Regions from separate parts of the Sus scrofa genome. Here region 2 is linked to region 1. A link is a contact called in public Hi-C data. All regions are on one chromosome and are shown on one strand. The core of a region is the stretch at or near the end of the contact, and the rest is flanking DNA. Distances in the headings are between cores, read along the strand shown.

The links. Hi-C and Micro-C count contacts between places; a contact is called where the count stands out from the background.
Region 2: a contact with region 1 is called in a Hi-C map of skeletal muscle, with 5 times the contacts expected there. The contact joins two enhancer-like sites. A contact is called at or near these places in 22 of 47 Hi-C or Micro-C datasets (adipose tissue, alveolar macrophages, brain and 14 more) and 1 of 2 datasets of contacts at active chromatin or transcription factors (skeletal muscle).

What each region holds. Positions count from the first base shown.
Region 1 is chr15:119,944,099-119,947,062 of Sscrofa11.1, reverse strand. No RefSeq gene overlaps it. Among named protein-coding and RNA genes, the nearest start is that of TNS1, 200 kb to the left of the region's middle. Within about 2 kb of position 1,317, at least 7 of the 83 cell types and tissues checked have an H3K27ac peak or open chromatin away from gene starts, as enhancers often do. A contact at or near this core is called in skeletal muscle, where this site is marked.
Region 2 is chr15:120,018,931-120,021,701 of Sscrofa11.1, reverse strand. The region is part of intron 17 of TNS1 (tensin-1); the gene reads left to right. Among named protein-coding and RNA genes, the nearest start is that of TNS1, 120 kb to the left of the region's middle. Within about 2 kb of position 1,466, at least 4 of the 83 cell types and tissues checked have an H3K27ac peak or open chromatin away from gene starts, as enhancers often do. A contact at or near this core is called in skeletal muscle, where this site is marked.

The sequences.
Region 1 (2,964 bases), core at 68-2,567:
GCTGACAGCCTACACCACAGCCACAGCAGTGCCAGATCCAAGCCATGTCTATGACTTAGACCACAGCTCACGGCAACGCCAGATCCTTAAGCCACTGAGCCAGGCCAGGGATTGAACTCGCATCCTTATGGATACTAGCTGGATTTGTTATCGCTGAGCCACAGCGGGAACTCCAACGTTCTTAAAAGTTATTGAGGACCCCAAAGAGCTTTTATTCATATGGTTTCTACTTTCCATACTCACCATATTATAAATTAAACCAGAACATTTCAAAAGTGTGTATCAATTCACTTCCCCAGCACTATTAAACTCACCACATGTTAATGCTTTTATGAAAAATGATATTTTCTAAAATAAAAAAGATCAGGTGAGAAGGGTAACACCGTTTTGCATTTTTGAAAAGCTTCCTTCATGCCTGGCTTAACAGAAGCCAGCTGGGTTCTCCTATGTGCTCCTGCACTCACTGTGTTGTGATATCACACGTGTGCCTCTGGAAGACCCCACCACACACTCGTGGGAAAATGAGGGTGAAAAAGGCAAATAACAGGTTAGTATTATGAAGAAATTAGGTTTGATAAGTTTTGACTTCACACAACCTCTGAAAGGGTCTCAGGGATCGCTGGGGTCCCGGTCTGTGCTTTGAAAACTGCCGCTCTAAGGGACCAGGACACAGGGAGCAGAAACACCCCGCCTGTGATAGAGGATTAACACCCATCGCACCCCCTCTGTGTGCCAGGCTTCATCCTGTCTAATGTTCCTAATGAACCCACGAGGCAGATGTTGTTACCATGCCAAGTGACAAACAAGGAAACTGAGGCCGCAAGAGGTCATTTAGCTTCTAAGTGGCAGAGCTGGTGCTTGTCACTACTGGTGACAGCTGGCATTCCTCACACCCTCTAAGTGCCAGGGATGGCGCTGAGCACATACGTGTATTTTCTCAAGCCACTTACCCGGAGAGATAAGGGCGCTGTCCTTGTCTTCATTTTACGGAGAAGGCAACTGAGGTTCAAAGGAGTTCAGAGATTGCTGGAAATCACAAAGCTGCTAAGTGGCAGAGCCAGGCTACGAGCATAGGCTGAGCTGACTTCTCAGTCCACGCCCTTCCCAGCTCACGCCTCTCGCTCTGCTCCCTGGCTGTGCCACAGAAGGGAAAGACAGACTCTGATGAGGGATGGGCAGACAGGAGAGCAAACCGACAGCTTTAGTCAGGAGGTCAAGGGCTGGGCAGTGGTGCTGGTTTCCCCTGGGTGGCCCAGGGCTCTGGCTGTGTGATGGGGTAGGGCACCTTCGATGCCCCCTAGCTGTGCAGTCAGGTGAACACCTCAGGCTGGTCATGGTGCAGGGGAGGAGAGCCAGGCTAGGACCTGTGTGTGGGGCTGATCTAGCCTGTCTTCCAGGGGACTGCACAGTGAGGCAGGGTGGGGGCCAGCTGTGCTCCCAGTGCCCTTAGGACGGGAGAATGGGCTAGGGCTGCAGCGGAAGCCGGTGAGGAAGTGAGTGCTCACCACTTACCTTATTATACTGAATAAGGTGTGTTTTTTTTTTGTTTGTTTGTTTTTAACACTGCATCTGAGGCATATCAAAGTTCCCAGGCTAGGGGTTGAATCAGAGCTGTAGCTGCTGGCCTATATCACAGCCACAGCACCTTGGGATGGGAGCTCAGTCTGCGACCTGCACCACAGCTCACGGCAATGCCAGATCCTTAACCCACTGACTGGAGCCAGGGACTGAACCCATGTCCTCATGGATACTAGTCAGGTTCATTACCACTGAGCCACAACGAGAACTCCAAGGACATTTTCATTTCCTGTAAAAAAGTGTGGTCCAGGCACTGCCAGCATCAGCATCCCCTGGGGATTATTAGGAAGGCAGACCCTCTGGTCCCATCTCAGAGCAGATCAGAACCTGTGCTTTAACAAGAACCTCAGGAAGCCTGCACGGGTGCTGAAGTCCGAGCAGACTGGGTGGGTATCACACAGCTGCACTTGACCCTGGGCCCGAGATGCTGAGCCTGGACTTGCCTCAGCACCCCTGGGAAGGTCAAGACTGCAGCACTCTTGTCTGGGTCCCTACTGGAGATGAGCGGCCACAGGCCTCACCTCAAGGCCCGTCCTGCTGACAGGGTTCTGGAGCCTTCGCAGAGACTGGGGCCAGGCGGGATGAGGCCTGACCCTGCTGAACTGGAACTCCAGTTGCAGCAGATGTGCAGGGTGTGAGCAGAGTCTGACCTGGGAAGAGGCAGGAACATGAGGTGAAGGTGGAGGGGCAGAGAGATGAGGCTGGGGCCAGAGGTGAGGAGTCAGTCTCAGACTTGGCTGAGAGTACCAAAGCTTGAGTCCCACCCAGAGGTTCCCCGTGACTCTGTCGGAGGTCCCGCTGGGGGGCTGGGATTTTTTTCTTCTCTCCCCAGGAATTCTACAGGCAGTTAGGGCACAGAACCTCTCCCTAAATGCACTCTTCCGTGGCAGGTGTATCTGCACTAGAGATGGGTAGGGAGGAGAGCAGAGGGGGACAAGTCCCCAAGGACAGTCCTTCTCCATGTTCCTTCCTCTGCAGGTGGGAGGAGGCTGGCCGAATGTCTCTTCTTGAACCCAGGGCTGACTCTACCCCAGTCACCCTAAGGGAACATGGCCTCTAGGGCCTATAGGCAGACAATGGTGGGAAGGGAAGGGCTTGGAAAATCTAAATCCAGGGGCTCTGGAATTCCTTCTCAAGGATCTTAGAGCAAAGCCTGCCTTCCCCTTTTAAAGAAATGGCTTTTCCTCATTAGTTGGTGAAAATGACTATTAGTCTCAGCAGTTTCTAAGCAGTTCAAAATATGGAAAGGATATAGATGCTTCTAAAAATACAGTAGGTATAGGAACACACACACACACACACACACACACACACACACACACAGGAGATCTGGCTCCTTGGGCTCTGTTGAGTACCCACATTGGCATCTCCATTCCGTCTTCCGTC
Region 2 (2,771 bases), core at 217-2,716, 74 kb before region 1:
ATACTTCCACATTAACACCTGGTTGTGAGTGCTCCCATTTTATAGGTGAGGACACTAAGGCAATCACAGATAGGTTAGGCACCTTGTTCTAGAAAATACCCTGGGCAGATGGTGAAGGCAGGATCCTGATGGGGATGGGTGGGAGTCTGGAGCTGGTCAGGGACAGTGCGTCCTATCATTCTGTGATCTTGAGCTGAAGGAATATCTATAGCTTGAAATGCTTTAGGCTGTTTTATCTGATCTCTTTCCAGCCCTGCAACTGGTGCCTGGACTGGTCTGGAAAACCTGCCCCATTACACAGAGAGGGAGGCTGGATTTCAGACCAAGGCCCATGAGTTCTGCCTCCTGGCTGCCTTAGCCACTTACACGGTCCTGTGTCCCATCACCTCCCAGGGGATGGGGGAGGTAGCAGGAGGTGGCCCCTTTGGGTAGGGAGTGAGGCAATTAGTGGGGACAACAGCCCCCGTGGCCACCCTGGAAGAACACCTGAGCACCACGGTGAATGTCTGCCCTTGACATACTTTCCCAGGGTGTGACATTTTTGCTTTCTGACCTTTGGGGTATGATGCAGAGGAACCAGTAAAGGGGAGGGGGTAAGATTGCAAGTGGTCCCAGATAATTCAGGAAAAGTGTCCAAGGGTCCCAGAGTGATACATCTGCTTCTTGTTTCTGAGCAGAAGGTTTTAGGGGGTGATTTTCTAAGAACAGGTGCTGAGAACCTGGTTTTTGTTGGGAAATCCTAACCTGGCTGCCGGAGGGGGCAGCCCCTCTGGTCTGGGTCAGGGGTAGGGGAGGGAGCACGGTGGAAGAAAGTCAAAACTGCTACTGAAAGCCTCAGCTTCTGGCACTGTTCTATGCCATCATGTTATCCAAAAGGCTTAGACTGCAGCAGGAGGAATCTGAGTCAGCCACCTGGTAGAACTTCCCAACTGTGAAAAGGTGGATCAGCTGTGGCAGGGAGCTTGGGCCCTGGTCCTCTTGCCCCCTTGGGCAGAGATGTCGAGAAACAAGAGACAAAGGTCTCAGTGTGGGGTGGTCTACATAGAGGTGGTGACAGAGGCAGGGATGGGATGACTTCTTCAGGAGGATCTGGGTACCTTCTGCCCACCCCTCCCCGAGGGAGGCCTCTCTGAACCTGCTGGAATAATCAGAGTGCTGAGAATTTAAATATAGGGTTGGCCTGACCTCGTGGGTGAAGAAGATGACACCACTGACCCAGCATCTGCCGGCCACCTGCTTAGTGCTGCTCCTGGTCGGGTGGGGTGGGGCTGTGCTGATGCCCTCGGACCCTTAGCTGGCCCGGCTCTGTGAGGCAGCTGGCAGGCTCGGAGGGTAGTGTCTGCCCATGGAACATTCGGTAAATCAATACCCTCCTGACTGAATGTGCCTTTGGTCCTCTGTAATCTCTGCCATCGGGTGGAGGCTGGAAAACCGGAGCCACACTCGGAGCGGACGCAGAGCTCTTGGCCAGCGGCCTGAGCCGCACGTCTGCCCTCTTGCTGTGCTCAAATGTCAGGCTCTGGGCTGGGGAAGAGGAGAACGTGCAATCTCTCCCCCTCAACCACCCTCTATGCTTCCTCTCCTGCCAGATCAAGTTAGTGGGACCCGGCAAGACCCCAACATAGGGATTCTAACCGTGTCCAAGAAAAGAAATTCGAGCTTCCATTGACCACATTTTTAAAAAGATTGCTCTGTATATTTCTTTTTTTTTTTTTTCTTTTTAAGTCTGCACCTGCGGCACCTGGACATTCCCAGGCTAAGGGTCAAATAAGAGCCACGGTTGCAGGCCTACGCCACAGCCACAGCAGCTCTGGATCCAAGATGCATCTGTGACCTATACCACAGCTTATGGCAACCCCGGACCCCTTAACCCACTGAGCCGGGCCAGGGAAGATCCCACATCTTCATGGACACGATTTCAGGTTCTTAACCTGCTGAGCAACAGTGGAAACACCAATCACGTTTTTTGGTACCCAACTAAAGCTGCTTTTCACCCATCATTCCCTTTCTCTTTCCCCTTCTTCTTCCTTCTCTCCCTCCCTTTTCTCTCCTCCGCCCCCCCCCCCAAATACTTACATAAAATCTACTGGATGGCAGGCCCTAGGCTGGCCCTGGTGCTGTAGAAAGTCGCACCTTGGAGTTGCCTGCAGACCAGGGCAGGGAGGTGGAGAGGCAAGATCAGACAGGTGCACCATCCACTGTGCCCCCCAGCCAGATGGAGAAGGATCTTGGCCAAGAGCCATGCTTCTTAGGAGAGAAGAAGCTTCGGGGATGGTGGTGACCAGAGGTGGATGGCTTTGCAGAGGGGCTGCATTTGTCCTGGGCCTGGGAGGGTAGATGGCAATGAACACAGAAGTGTTTTTCGGATCTAAAAGTGGCATAGCGACACAGAAAGTAGAGGGAAAGAAAGCGGTCAAGTGGATCTGGCCTCCTCTCACCACTCTCCCCGTGCCGTGTGGGGTGGGTGGGATGTCAGTGGAATGGGGATGCTGGTGAGGGAGGGGGTGTGAGGGGAGCATCAGGGGAGCCATATTCACCGGGTCCGGGAGGGGAGAACAAACCAAGAGATGAAGAGGAAAGAGCACCCAAAATTCTGCAGTGGGTGCGTCTTGCCCAGTGGATGTGGCTGAGTGATGGGGGCCAAGAGAGAACAGAGTTGACGAGAGTTGTGTTTCTGGATCATTCTGGATTATTCCTTGCTGGGTCTGTTCAGGTCCTGGGTGCTCCTCCCTGCTTTTAGAGGCTGTGCCTGGCCCTCTTTCTCCTCATCC